Regions from separate parts of the Astyanax mexicanus genome. Here region 1 is linked to region 2. The links are chromatin contacts, called in public Hi-C maps. All regions are on one chromosome and are shown on one strand. Each heading gives the region's core, a stretch centred on a gene start, on an enhancer-like site or on the middle of the called end of the contact. The rest is flanking DNA. Distances are from core to core; before and after follow the strand shown.

Region 1 (6,603 bases), core at 2,219-4,718, 64 kb before region 2:
CAGTTATTAATGAATGAGTGGATTTGTCCTGTATTGACTAGAAGCAGACTTACTCACTGGTATCAGCTGATTTACTCATTGGTTACCAATCCATACTTGGTTTAGTAAAATACATGATATCAATTTGGACATTAAAAACAATCTGCAGCCTCAAGATAAGATTCCTACTGTAAGAACCAGAAAAGATAATAAAAACATACAGTATTGCACAAGAACAGGACTAACTCTAGACCTCTGAGACCTCCTGAGAATAAGTATAATAGTAAAGCAGATGGTGGGTTGTAGCAGGTTAAAGATGCCATTATCTGCACCTGGACCTTTTATCTGAACTGCTGAACTGGAGTTCCGTTTTTCTTAGGAAACATCTGGATTGTGGAATAGTCTAATGTTTTGATCAGTATTATTAGGATATTTTCTCACCATCATCGTCAATAGCAAACTTCTGGGCGTTGGAGTTGACGTTCCGGACTCGGTCAGCCTGGATGCCGATGTCGGCCTCGACCAGAGCGTGCTTCTGAAGCAGATCCTCCACTCCCAGCAAGTGCTTCCCATAGTCCTGAGAGAGCAGCAGCATCTGTACAGGAAACAGGAGCAGATCACAATGAGTTCACTGCGCCCCAGGGTTATACTGATGACCCCAAAACAAATTAATACATTATATAATAGTGCATCATACAATACAAACAAATTTAACCTGTCCATACAACACTAAAAAAACAGATTTGTGCCTGGAAATGTGAACATAGCCAATGTGACTGGAGGACCTATTTACACAGTAGTGAAATAGTAAATGATAAACAGAATCCAAACATAAAAGAACAACACACTGTAGTGGCATGTTCGGTATGTTTATAAATGGAATTAAATTGATTACAGTTTACAATTTTTTTATTTAGTTTTTATTTAGAAATCATCAAGACTATGAAGGACCACATAAGGAATCATTTTTATAAGGAATCAACTTAAAAGTGTTAAACAAACCAAAATACTCTGTAAAGCAACTCTTGGTCTTCCTTTCCTAGGGTGGCCCAGTTTCATCATAACGTTTTTGATGGTCTTTGTGACCTATCAACTTTTATTTCTTTAATTTTTTTTTGTGTGTGAGAATGTTATGAGAATATACGACCCAAAATATATACTCTATTATTTAAAGTATTTTTAAAGCAATTTAAAGCAATTTGTAAAAAAAAAAAAAAAAAAAAAAAACTCCCTCCATCTCTCTACATAGCAATTCTTTTTTTTTTACATCTTGACTATAAACTCCTACTCACTATTACTCTCACCCACACTTACCTTCATCTCGTCCATCCAGTCCATGATGTAGAGCATCTCCTGGAAGACACGCTGCAGACCCAGGTTCATCTCCAGCCTCTGTCTGCGGGCCTTCAGCAGCTCCAGCAGGTATTCCCACAGGCGCAGGACGTTGTCTTTGCGGGCAGTGATGCGCTTGATGTCGTGGTAGTTCTCGGCCTCCAGCTCGCGGGCCACGGACACTACGGCCTGCACTCGCTCCTCGTACGCAGCGATGTCCGTCTCGATGGCCTCGTGCTTCTTGGTGGCAGCCTCTACTGCCTGCAGGTCGAAGCCAAAGTTGTCCTGTGGAAACAGAGAGAGAGTGAGGACACGACTAAAATTCTGAGCAATATACAGTTAGCACATAATACCAACATCATTTTTTTTAGTTCTTACAAATGCACCAAACACACAATATTTGGCTGAAAATGGCAAAAAAAAAGCACGTTTTGGCCTTCTCAATAGGTGAACAAACAATGGATAATTCCTCATCATACTGCATACTGCATTTTTACTCTAATATTAGGTTGTTTCCAGCAGCACACACTTCACCTCCTCCTTCCCTGGCAGTGTTTAAAGAGCTGCTGTTTACAAAACAGGGAGTGAGGAAGAAAGCCGACAAGCAGATCTGTTAAACTGCAGGTTAAGATCATTTTTACAACCTACTAGCATTAAATAAATGAAATAAAGTATTTAGCATCACTTATTATGCTTTGTAGGTAAGTAAATCTGAAGTTTACTTAGATTCCTATCTCTTCACAAACTACGAGCTGTACAGGGCTCAAACAGTAACATTAGCTGGGCTAACTTAGCATTAGCTTTGTTCATTTGCCAGAAGTCTGGGTGGCCTTTTGTTTAAATATGTGACTCAAGTAGCACTACTAAGGTAGCTTTATGACTAAAATTGCACTGCTTAAATAAATTCTTGATCAAAGTAGCACTGCTAAGGTAAATGTATTGAACTCTGTTGGTAAGTCTGCTACAATATGAAAAATACAAAAAGACATTCAGGCCATATGATTTATTTAATGGTGAAAAAACTCATCCAAATGTTTTGTTTTTCATTTTTTGATTTAGCATAAATGTTAATTTCGGTGCATTCCTATTATAATTACATATTTACTAATTTCTCTAGTCACTTAAAATGTTTCATTTTCTCAGTTCACCACTAGGTGGTGCAAAGAAGTTACACATTCTACCCAAGTCATGCTCTTTTGGTGATCTGATGGACGGCATAACAACACGCAATCACACCGCAACTGCACCACACTTACTCACAGCTGAGTCAACTGTGTGTAGGAGGCAGATCAGAAATGTGTGTGTTCTGCAGTTCTTCAAGCCTGGCCTTGACGACACACAGCCAAACAAGACTGATGTACTTAAAAGTAATATAGTGATACTGCTTTAAAAAAAATCACTGTATCATGATATACAATACACTATATGGGCAGAGGTAATGGGACACCTTTTTATTACACTTACAGGAGCTTTAATAACTCCCATAATAAATCCAGAGGCATGAGGATGTTAGTAATGTTTGTGTTTGATTTTATACACCTGATTCTCAATACTTTCGTCTATAGTGTAGTTTTGGTATCATGGTATACCATATAATGAGATATAATAATAAATATAAATGGTAATTCTATGCATGTTCTCAATTTGTTCAGTGTTACCCACCTGGAATTTGAAGCAGGTACATATATAAAAAAGGAAAAAAAAAACAAAACAAAAAAAACAGATATGTATTTGTTTTTGCAAATTCATCCTTATTATTAATATGCAAAAACCTTCTCCTGTCTTCTCCAATTTTTAATGCTCTTTAACAATGTAAATCTGGCATTTGTTATTGCCATTTTGTGTGACTGGCATAAAATACAGAAAAGATAAAAAAAAATTATGAGTTCATGTACGATTTATTATATTTATAATAAATTATATTTATTTTTTGTACAATTTATTAATCTTTGTTAGGTTCTAATCTAATCCATATAAAAAAAAGGACTAAGTAATCCTGAATAACTCAATATCAGAAGCCCAGTTTGACTGTGGATGGAGTGTGTGTGCACTGCCCACGCTGACATGACTTGCTGTGTTCTGATTGGTCACCTGTGACACTAGCCGCTGGTTCTCGCTGAGCCAGGTCTCTCTCATGGCGGCCTTGCGGTCGAAACGGCGCGCCAGCTGCTCCAGCTTCTCCTGACGAATCAGCTCATTCCTCAGAGCCAGCTCTCGCTCGTGCTCCGCCTTCTCCAAGCGCTCCCATGCCTGTCACACACATTCAGTCAGATATGACAGTCAGATATTTGCAACCAAATTAATTTGATGTTATTAAAATAACTAAATAAGGCTGATATAAGTATGTAAATGTTTGCTAAATAAGTCCACTCTTACTAACAATCTTACATTCATAATTAAGACAGTAATGTGCACATCAGCTTACACATTAATGTCTGATATATTTAACTGAAGACAGTGTGTTTTACCTTGTTAATGTCTGAGATGAGTTTGCCCTCTCTGGGCATATACACTTTCTGGTTGTTGGCTCTCATCTTGCTCTGAATGGTGAACAGAAGGACCTCCAGGTTGCCTTTCTCTGTAAACCTGGATAATAAGAGAAAACCAGAGCGTGAGAAATCAATCCAACTGAACTGAACTGACGTGAATGTGGAGAGTATGAAGGTCGTCTCGCTCACTTGGGTGGTTTCTCCACAGTGCGGTAGGTGTTAAAAGCCTGGAGCTGCTGCTGAACCCCGACCAGCGAATTGGCGAACTTTCGGTTGTTGAGGATGATGATGGTCTGCTCGATCCACTCCAGCAGGTCGGAGGCCAGAGACTCGTATTTCTCAATCATCTTCTCTGTTTCAATGGCATTGTCCAGCACCTGGAGAAAATACACACAGTAGTTAAGGAGAACTTCAAAGGTTTCAAAAGGTAAATATTAAGATAAAATTGTAATTTAGTCATTAAAAACATCTGTTTATTCATAGTTTATGTAATAAAACCTTCTGCATGTAAACAGTGCAGTAACACAGGTTATAGTGTCAATTATGGTATGTGTGTAAATCTATATTTTTATGTTTCTATTTATTAAATATACATTTATTAAATCTATTTTCTGCTACTGTGGTGGAAACCAAGTTTTTTTCTATTCATCCATCTCAGATGTGACAATAAAACACTTTTAATTTATATATTGGAAAACTGTAAATGACAATTTTTTTTTTGCTTTGAAAAATTACAGTCCAATGTTTGAGTCCCAGGTAATTAAATCTGAACAATTATTCAATATCTAGTTCTAAATTTCACTGGAAATTAAGGGAACATCTAATGTAACTGATTTGTCTCATACGCTACTAAAGCAAACTGACAGCCGACAGCTGGTTGCATCCAAATCCTTTATAAAAATGTCCTTTCTTACTTTTTTTCTGCTCTGGTAGCCACTTGGATCCATGAGCTAGTCAGCTTTACCAATATATTTACTATATTTACTTAGCTTTGAATTGGATTAGGCCACATATGCACGTGTGCAGAGTTTAATGAGAATATGTTACCTTACGAAGAATTTAATTGTCATCTAATCTGCCATTTAATTTCTACCAATCAAATCGAGAACATCCGTACAGAGAACACAAAAAACAAAGCAATAACAAATAAATATTATGGGAATATAAAAGCATACCTTCCCAATACGCTTGCCCTCCACCTTCAGTGCCTTCATCTTGGAGAAGTAATGGTAGTATGTGACGACGTAGGTGATGACTGATTTCTCATCAGGGTGATCCACACTGATATCTACAAAACAAACCACACATCAACATGCCATCACTTCCCCACAGTCCTATTTCACACACAGGCTGATATGTAGGTGTTTCGGTTTAGAGAAAGTTCTTACCCTCAGGGTCCAGCAGTTTGGTCAGTCCCAGGTGCTGCTCGGCCAGGTTGAAGGCATTCTGCAGGTTGTAGTGAGCATTGGACTTCTTCAGCTTGTCAAAGTCGATCAGGTCTGGCCTGTGATCAGAGCAGAGATAAACAGAGGTATGAAGGAGTTTAACAGAGGATAAACAACACAGAATAGAGTCTGAAAGACTGCAGTGAATTTCTACCTGTGTTTGTGAATGAGAGCGTTGAAGGCCATCCCGTCACGCCAGCTGGTAGTGAAGTTGTGGATGTTGACATTCGGATAGCTGAAAGAAAACCAGAAAGTATGAAATGGAGAACCATTTACATATTCCATTGTTTTTTTTTATTTTATACTGTATAAAGCACTTGTTAACTGCTTTTTCTTCACTCTGCACTCCAACTCGTCCCAATTAAACCACCTGGGTTGGGTTTTTATATTAGGAGTTTGTGAAGCTAAGGACTTTTTTTGTCTACCACCTAACTGCATGTGTTCCTCAATAGTTTTTAGTCTTTAATATAAATATACAGTGTAATAAATGAAAAGACTAATACAAAGAACAAATAGAATAGAATAGAATGCATAGAATGCATCCAAAAATGTGACTGCTACTGTACATCAGGATAGGAAAAATGTTTTTGTTACACACTTTCTCATATTTTCCAATATTTCAATATACATTATTCACAGTCGTTTGCAGTTTTTCCACACTGTTCACACTGATATCAGAATTAAATCATATCGACCAAATTTTTAAGAAGTAATATAATACAGGAAATTGACAAATCCTGCACCTAACAGCTGGGGTTATGCACAGGGCTCAGCCAGGATCTACTACTCACTCAACTAACAACAATAGCCACAACCACCACAATCTGATACTGGCTCGACAAGGATCCAGAAGCACAGCCTAACACTATGTTCATGGTCCATTGCCTCAACTGCCAAGTATCCAGACCTACCGAAAATATTGTGATTTTAAGCAAGACACAAAACACAGCTTTTGTACGCTTCTGAAGACGACCAGTGACTGACCCTGCTGTCTTCATCTGACACCACAGAAGCAGAGCGTCTTTGGCTGAGCGCTTCTCTTTGTTGTCTTCTGTCTCAACACTGATGTCTTGGATCTGTTTTGAGAAGAACAGCACACAGTTAGTTATACGGCAACACATCCTGCTCTCTTTATTAGACAGGGCTAAAATGTTGTTGGTATTAGGGCTGGCACAATATCAATTTTTAGCAATACTGTACACTTGTCTAAATTCACTTTGCTTAATTTAAAAACAACCTGTGAAACTGATATTATACTTTCTTATTATTTCAATTGAAAGTAATGTATTTTAAAGAAATGCGGTAAATGTTTCACAGAGAACAGTTTAACCCTATTGTATTGGTAGAGTAGAGGAAGG
Region 2 (6,705 bases), core at 1,303-3,802:
TCTTAACTAATATCAAATAATAATTATTTGAGACATTACTTAACCATTAAGTAATGTTTTTTTTATTATGTTTTTTTTTTAATAAGCACTGTTAATTAACTCGATGTGGACCGACCAAACAGTAGGTATAAAATTTTACATACCTTTAGATCTTCTTTTTACTTTATTTTATTGTTATTTAAAACAGCATCTGTCCTTTACATTGGACCAATGGATATCATAAGGAATATGTTTTATGTCCAAAGACTGCAGAAAGTACAGCATTAATAAACTGAAAAAGGAACACAATGTCACTGTTAATATATTTATTTTATTATTATTTTAATAACTTGACATGGGACTTTATTGTCAGTAAAAATTGGGTTCTGTGCAAACAGGTATTTATTTTCCCTCCATACCAATCATTCTAAATAGGGCTTTATTAGCAAGTACCTGACAATACAACATGTGTACGATGATACAGGGGCTACAGTATATTGCAATACTGTATTTCAGTGGGATATTGTAATTTTCACTGTTATATGCATGAAAATGAATTTTTAACTTTTTGTTTGATCTGATCACAGCTATTAGGGTATAAACACAGCACAAAATAAAGCAGCGTCTGATACCAATCTTGGTATGTAAACTATTAGTTATATATAATCTGAACAAAAAAACAATTAAGCATTATCATTATTAATAAAAATAGCTGAAGTATTAGATATTGCATAACATTTGAGGTGATTGGAACATTAAAGCACACATAAGAAGGACTCATAACTCTCTATTCTGAAATCATCATCATCATTATTATCATAATCATAATCATCATCCCTTCCTCTCTCAATCTCTAAAAAGCCATTACCAGCCATTACCTCTGTCCACTCCTCCTCCACTGATTCCATTAGCTGCTAAACTAGACAAGATACAAGGCTCTTTCACTGGGTCACTATGGAGACCAAGTCATTACGCTGCAGGCAGAGGAGGGCTGCGGTCCAAAACCATTAAAAACCAGTCCTCATTTTGATCTGACCACACCTGCTTTAGTTTATTACGATTATACTCTCTGGGTTTAACAGATCCTCTTAAACTAGCACTGAAATCCAACTTATCTAAAATAATTTGGACCATTTCGGGCCCAAAAACCACACGCTGAGCTGCACTGGCCTGAATTTGGCCCAAATACTTGGCTCATGCTCCAACACCCCGGTTTCCAAGTATAATATGACAATTGGCCTGTGCTGCTTTTGCCAACTCATCATTGCAGAGTATAAACCACATTTAGCCATGCGCAGCATCTTCTCACTAACTGGGTGGTCTCTGATCTTCAGCCTCTTCTACAAACAGAACTTCATCCTTATCTGAACCCAAACCAGAAAACAGCTTCTAATCTCAGGACAGACTGACAGTAGTATGGACGATGCTGACCAGTTTATGTGCCTACAGGTCCTAGCATTTTAATCGATCAGCACAAGTATTTGTGTGTGTGTGTGTGTGTGTGTGTAAAAGGGTGCTGGGGCATTACTCTGCTGCTGATGTTGGAGTTGGATGGATGGATTCATGGAGGAAGAGAGGAGTCATTAGTGAAGATGTCTCAGATCAGCAGTCCTCTCATTACTGACCATCATCACTGCTCACACTGCTTACAGACAGGAAGTACAGCACTCTCTCACTCTTTTTTCTGTTAACACATTCTCTTTGTTGCTTTCTTTTTATAATCTCTCCTTCTTTTCCCCCTAATATTATTTCATTTTCTTCAATGTATCTATTTTTTAACCCTCTCTAGTCCTTTTTCTACTGTTTCTTTATTCATCCTTCCTTCCTCCTTCAGCTTTTTATTTTTTACATCTCTTTTTCTCCCTTTATTCTACCATCTCTCCTTCTTATTTCCTTACCCAAGTCTGTCTTTTTTGACTTATTCTTTGTTCTTTTTTTCTGCTTCTCTTTCTACAGTCTTCTTTCTTTTTTTCTTTCATCTCTCCTTTTTTTCTCTCATGTTTTTTTTCCCTCTTTCATCTTTTTCTTTCTCTCTCATCTTTTTCTTTCTTTGTTTCATCTCTTACTTTCTTTAATCTCTTTCTTTTTCTTTGTCTCTTTCTTTCTTTCATTTTTTCTTTCTTTCTTCCCTCATTCTTTCAGCTCTCTCTTTCTTTCTTACTAACTTTCTGTAATCTCTCTAACTTTTTCTTTCTTTTTGCTTCTCGTTCTACTGCAGTCTCTACAGTTCCTTTATTCTTTCTTACTTTTTGTAATCTCAAATATTTTTCTTTACTTTTTTCCTCTGTCTCTCCTGCAGGAAATGAATGTTGTGCGTCTCTCTCTCTCTGTCTCTCTCTCTGTGTGAGTGTGTGTTTTACTGTGTGAGTTGAGCAGTGAGAGAGAAGAGTGGGCCATTATTATGAAACAGGAAACTGGAGCCTGAGATCTCTGTAAACTTGGCTCGCTGCTTGAACCCCTGCTTAGCTTAGAAAGAGACGGCGAGATCGCAGCCAACCTCTCCTCCACCCCCTGAGAAGAAGCAGCTCAGAACCGGCTATGAGTGATCAGGTCCGAGGAGAACACTGACACCGGATTGTTCCAGGCCCAGCGCGGGAGGATAAATAAAAACCGTGTTCTGTGTTTGGCATGGCAGCCTGTAAGAGTAAATCACAGAGAGGGAGAGGTGCGGTTTCGCCTCAGAGATTTACACAGTCTCAGCTCTGACTGGCTTCCAGAGGATGTTCGTCTGTTGTCCAGGAGGGGGCGCTGTTGTGTGGCTTTTTTTACTTCATACAGCAACACTGTGGACAGAGAAGTGTTCAGGGACTGGAGCTGATCATGATTAGTGTATCTGGGCTGTGTTGTGGATCTGATTCTGAGTGTTTGTTGGATGAGAGCAGAAATGCTGAACTTTCCCTAAAGGCTCCGAGTTTGAGGACCAACACCCTCGGCTAACGGCTCTGCAGCTGTTTGGACGATAACGCAACACGTCTCTCACAGTCCAGCAAACACTCAACTCTGCAAAGCAGCTGTTGGTTCCGCCCTGCTGCCTCCTACACACACACACACAGACAAACACACATCTACAATAAAAAATAATAAAAAAAGGGTACTTAAGCGTAAATAAAACAAATCAGTATTAAATTTTATTTAAAATATATAAAAGCGGTAACACTTTACTTGGATGGTCCATTTGAAGGCCTTGTTGATGCTCAACTGACATTCAACTAACATTCAACTGAACGTCTATTAAATGCAACTTAACCCTATGTTGAATGTAAATGATTCAAATTAGAATCTAACTCTACACTCAACCCTAAATCAACCCTAAAATCTAACCCTACACTTAACCCTAACCCTAACCTTAACCTAAACGTTAAATTTAACTCTAAACCCAATGCTAAAATGGTAAGATTAGAGTTTGGGTCAGAGTTGGATGTAGGGTTACATTCAATAGAGAATAATTTACTTTCACCTTTCAGTTCAATTGCATTTTATAGACATGCAGTTGAATGTTAGTTGAATGTCAGTTGAGCATCATCAAATGGACCATCCAAGTAAAGTGTTACCATAAAAGCTAGTCAATCATAAAAAAATATATAATTGTTCTAATCATAATACAATTCATGCACTTCTAATAGGACTTCCTGAGGCTACAATAAATAAACTGCAACTGGTGCAAAATGCAGCAGCGAGAATATTGACACGTACTAAAAAACACAACCATATCAAACCAATTTTAGCTTCCCTCCATTGGCTACCTGTTTTTTTTAGAATCAAGTTTAAGTTTTTTGTACTTGTCTATAAAACTTAAAAAGAGTGGAGAATCACTTTGTTTTTTAAGCGCCAAAAATCTGGAACACACTACTGATAAATATTCGTCAAGAAACCTCTGTTACTATTTCTAAGAAAAAGATAAAAACATATCTTTTTACATTAGCTTTTCATTATACCTTATTCTTATTTCTCTAGCTTTCAATAAGATCTCTCTTATTATTTATTTACTATAACTTTTATTATTTGGTTCTGATGTTTACCCTATTATTATCTCATTTTTATCTGTCTGGTTCTGATTGTATTTTTATTCTATCATAATTTGCATTTATTTGTTTTCGAGTATTATATTTTATTAGTCTTCATTTTAATTGATTTTTTTATGACTTGCTTGCTTGTGCGCCATTTCTTACTCTCTTTCTGCATTTTTATGTATAAAAGATGCTATATAAATAAAGTTTATTATTATATTATAACAATATCCTGTGATTAAGCATACTAGATAATGTCAGCTTGCACATCATTAACACAACAATTAATACAGCATATGATTGTAGACACTGTATATCACAAACCCGTAGTTTGTAACAGTGAAGCGTAAGTGTAAAGTGTTCATTATCAATATTTAAAAGGATCTTTATTATAAATCTGGCTCTATATGGAAGCAGCTTTATTCTGCAGCAGTGTGTGCAGTCGCTCCACCTAAAGTGGCATTTAGCTTCTCTGGCTGGAAACAGAAAGAAAAGTCCAGATCTAACAGCTTGGATGCAGATTCATGGTATCACCATGGAGCTCTGCATCCATGGCAACCTATTTTCTATTTTCAACAGACAGTGTAGCAGCCTGAGTCTGAGTCTGAGAGGAACCAGCTCTTCATTGTGTCTGGACCCGTATTTCCATCTTGCCGTCACAGTAAACTGTGTAGTCTGAGAGGGTGGCATGTGGATCTACTGTACGTCTACCCTGTACCCTGTATAACCTACAGAGCATGTTTCCAGCAGTCAGCAACAACTGCAGCACATTTTCCACCATCTCCACACCCTGATGTTCCACAGCAGCAGCTCTTCACGCTTTAAGTGCTTCTGGGGTGGAGCTTGTGCAGCTAGTCAGGCTGCAGGATGTACATTTACAAGTGCATATAAGAAACAGGACATACATTATTCATTTATAATAAGGTTACCACAGGCTTTCTTCATTCTTTAAAAGGGGGAGGGGTTCAATAGTTCTTTGTCAAAGGCAGCAACAACAACACAACACACACTGACATGCCAAAAGTCATGGGAAAGCAGTTTGTTGGGTTACCTCAGTGAATGACTTGGCAATGCTCACATCTGTAAATGTAAGTTGTGAGGTGTTACCTTGTGAGTGAGGTTGGTTAAATATATTGGCCAGTATGTTTTTGGCTTGTTAATTACAAAAGTTAGAGAGAGGTCTAGGAGTGGGTCTCAGATGGATAAGACCTTCTATCCATTTTCAGTAGTTGTATGGGTATTTAACATTTCCCGTTCCACAGTGGTATGTGTGTAACGGAAATACATCATAGAAGGCATTACCGTGACCGGCGGTGTCTGGCTAGAATTGTCCATGCAAACAGACAAGTGACTATACTATATACACAGCTCTGGAAAAAATAAGAGACCACTTCAGTTACTGAATAAGTTTCTCTGATTTAGCTATTTATAGGTATATGTTTGTGTAAAATAAACATAATTGTTTTATTCTATAAACTACAGACAACATTTCTCCCAAATTCCAAATAAATATATTGTCATTTAGAGCATTTATTTGCAGACAATGAGAAATGACTGAAATAACAAAAAAGATGCAGAGCTTTCAGACCTCAAATAATGCAAAAAAAACACATTTAAATTCATAACGTTCCGTTCAGAAATCAATATTTGGTGGAATAACCCTGGTTTCTAATTACAGTTTTCATGCATCTTGGCATGTTCTCCTCCACCTATCCCTGCTTTTGGATAACTTAATTTTTGCACCTCTGGTTCAAGCAGTTCAGCTTGGTTTGGTTAAATAAGATCATCTATCTTCCCCTACAGAAACTAAATAAAATGTTCCTCACTAGCTGCCTCAAGGGTTTTTTGCTAAAACCAATAGTTTTATATTGTTAAGGTATATTCTCTAGTCTACTGGTCTATAATTTGAGAGCTAGTTGAATGTGGTTCTTTAAAAAACCCTTTTAACTCAAAAGTTATTCAAACTCAAAAGTTATACTGTTACAAGAGAAAGAACATTAACAAATCTCAAGTACAAAATTTGTCCTCTAAAAGACCCATCCTCTCATGGGTTATTTCAGGTTCTTTTATGCCCAAAACTTCTTTCTGGCTCCTTAAATTTTTAACAGTGTAGTTTTGTGCAGTGCTGTAGGGATGCCTTGAAGCTGTAGGCCTCATTCCACAAGAGCATTTCAGAAAATCTGCATTTCTTTCACTGAATTGAGTGTGTGTGTGTGTGTGTGTAGGAGGAATGTGGTGGTCTGGTCAAAATCATCCATACTAGCTAGTTTGACACCTCACTGACCTGGTGGACGAGTGGGATGGAGAACCATCAGGGACGCATCCTTCAACCTGACGACGCCCTCCATCTCCTTTTCCAACCCACACACACACACTTACTACCAAGCTATCAACACAGTCTGCACACACCCACACACACGCATGCTATGCTCCATAAAAGCCAACTGTTCCAAGTGGAGCAGGAGGCACTTCATCTAAAGCAGGCGAGATATCTCCCTGCACATTCTTTCTCCTCAGATATGCCTGCTATCTGAGGTATGTAGCTTAGCCTGGCACATGCTAACCTAAAATACAACTCCCTAATATAATGGCATGGCATCCTGGGTGTGTCTGACGCTGTCTGATGCAAACATGGCTAATGCTAATACTAACCTAGCACTGCAGAATGTGTGTGGCCAGCTTAATTTTACAAAACAAGCAGCAGTAAACCAGTCAGCCT

The links. A called contact is a pair of places that touch in the nucleus more often than the background predicts.
Region 1: a contact with region 2 is called in a Hi-C map of muscle, with 13 times the contacts expected there. The contact joins two enhancer-like sites. A contact is called at or near these places in 2 of 3 Hi-C or Micro-C datasets (both in muscle).

Annotation. Positions count from the first base shown.
Region 1 is chr16:31,598,321-31,604,923 of AstMex3_surface, reverse strand. sptbn1 (spectrin, beta, non-erythrocytic 1) reads right to left here. Exons shown (of 37, transcript XM_007231774.4): 5 at 6,230-6,321; 6 at 5,400-5,480; 7 at 5,189-5,304; 8 at 4,976-5,088; 9 at 3,990-4,177; 10 at 3,780-3,897; 11 at 3,403-3,561; 12 at 1,294-1,596; 13 at 421-574. Among protein-coding and RNA genes, the nearest start is that of eml6, 31 kb to the left of the region's middle. Within about 2 kb of position 3,468, the one cell type or tissue checked has an H3K27ac peak away from gene starts, as active enhancers do.
Region 2 is chr16:31,533,293-31,539,997 of AstMex3_surface, reverse strand. All of the region lies in intron 1 of sptbn1 (spectrin, beta, non-erythrocytic 1), which reads right to left. Among protein-coding and RNA genes, the nearest start is that of sptbn1, 32 kb to the right of the region's middle. Within about 2 kb of position 2,552, the one cell type or tissue checked has an H3K27ac peak away from gene starts, as active enhancers do.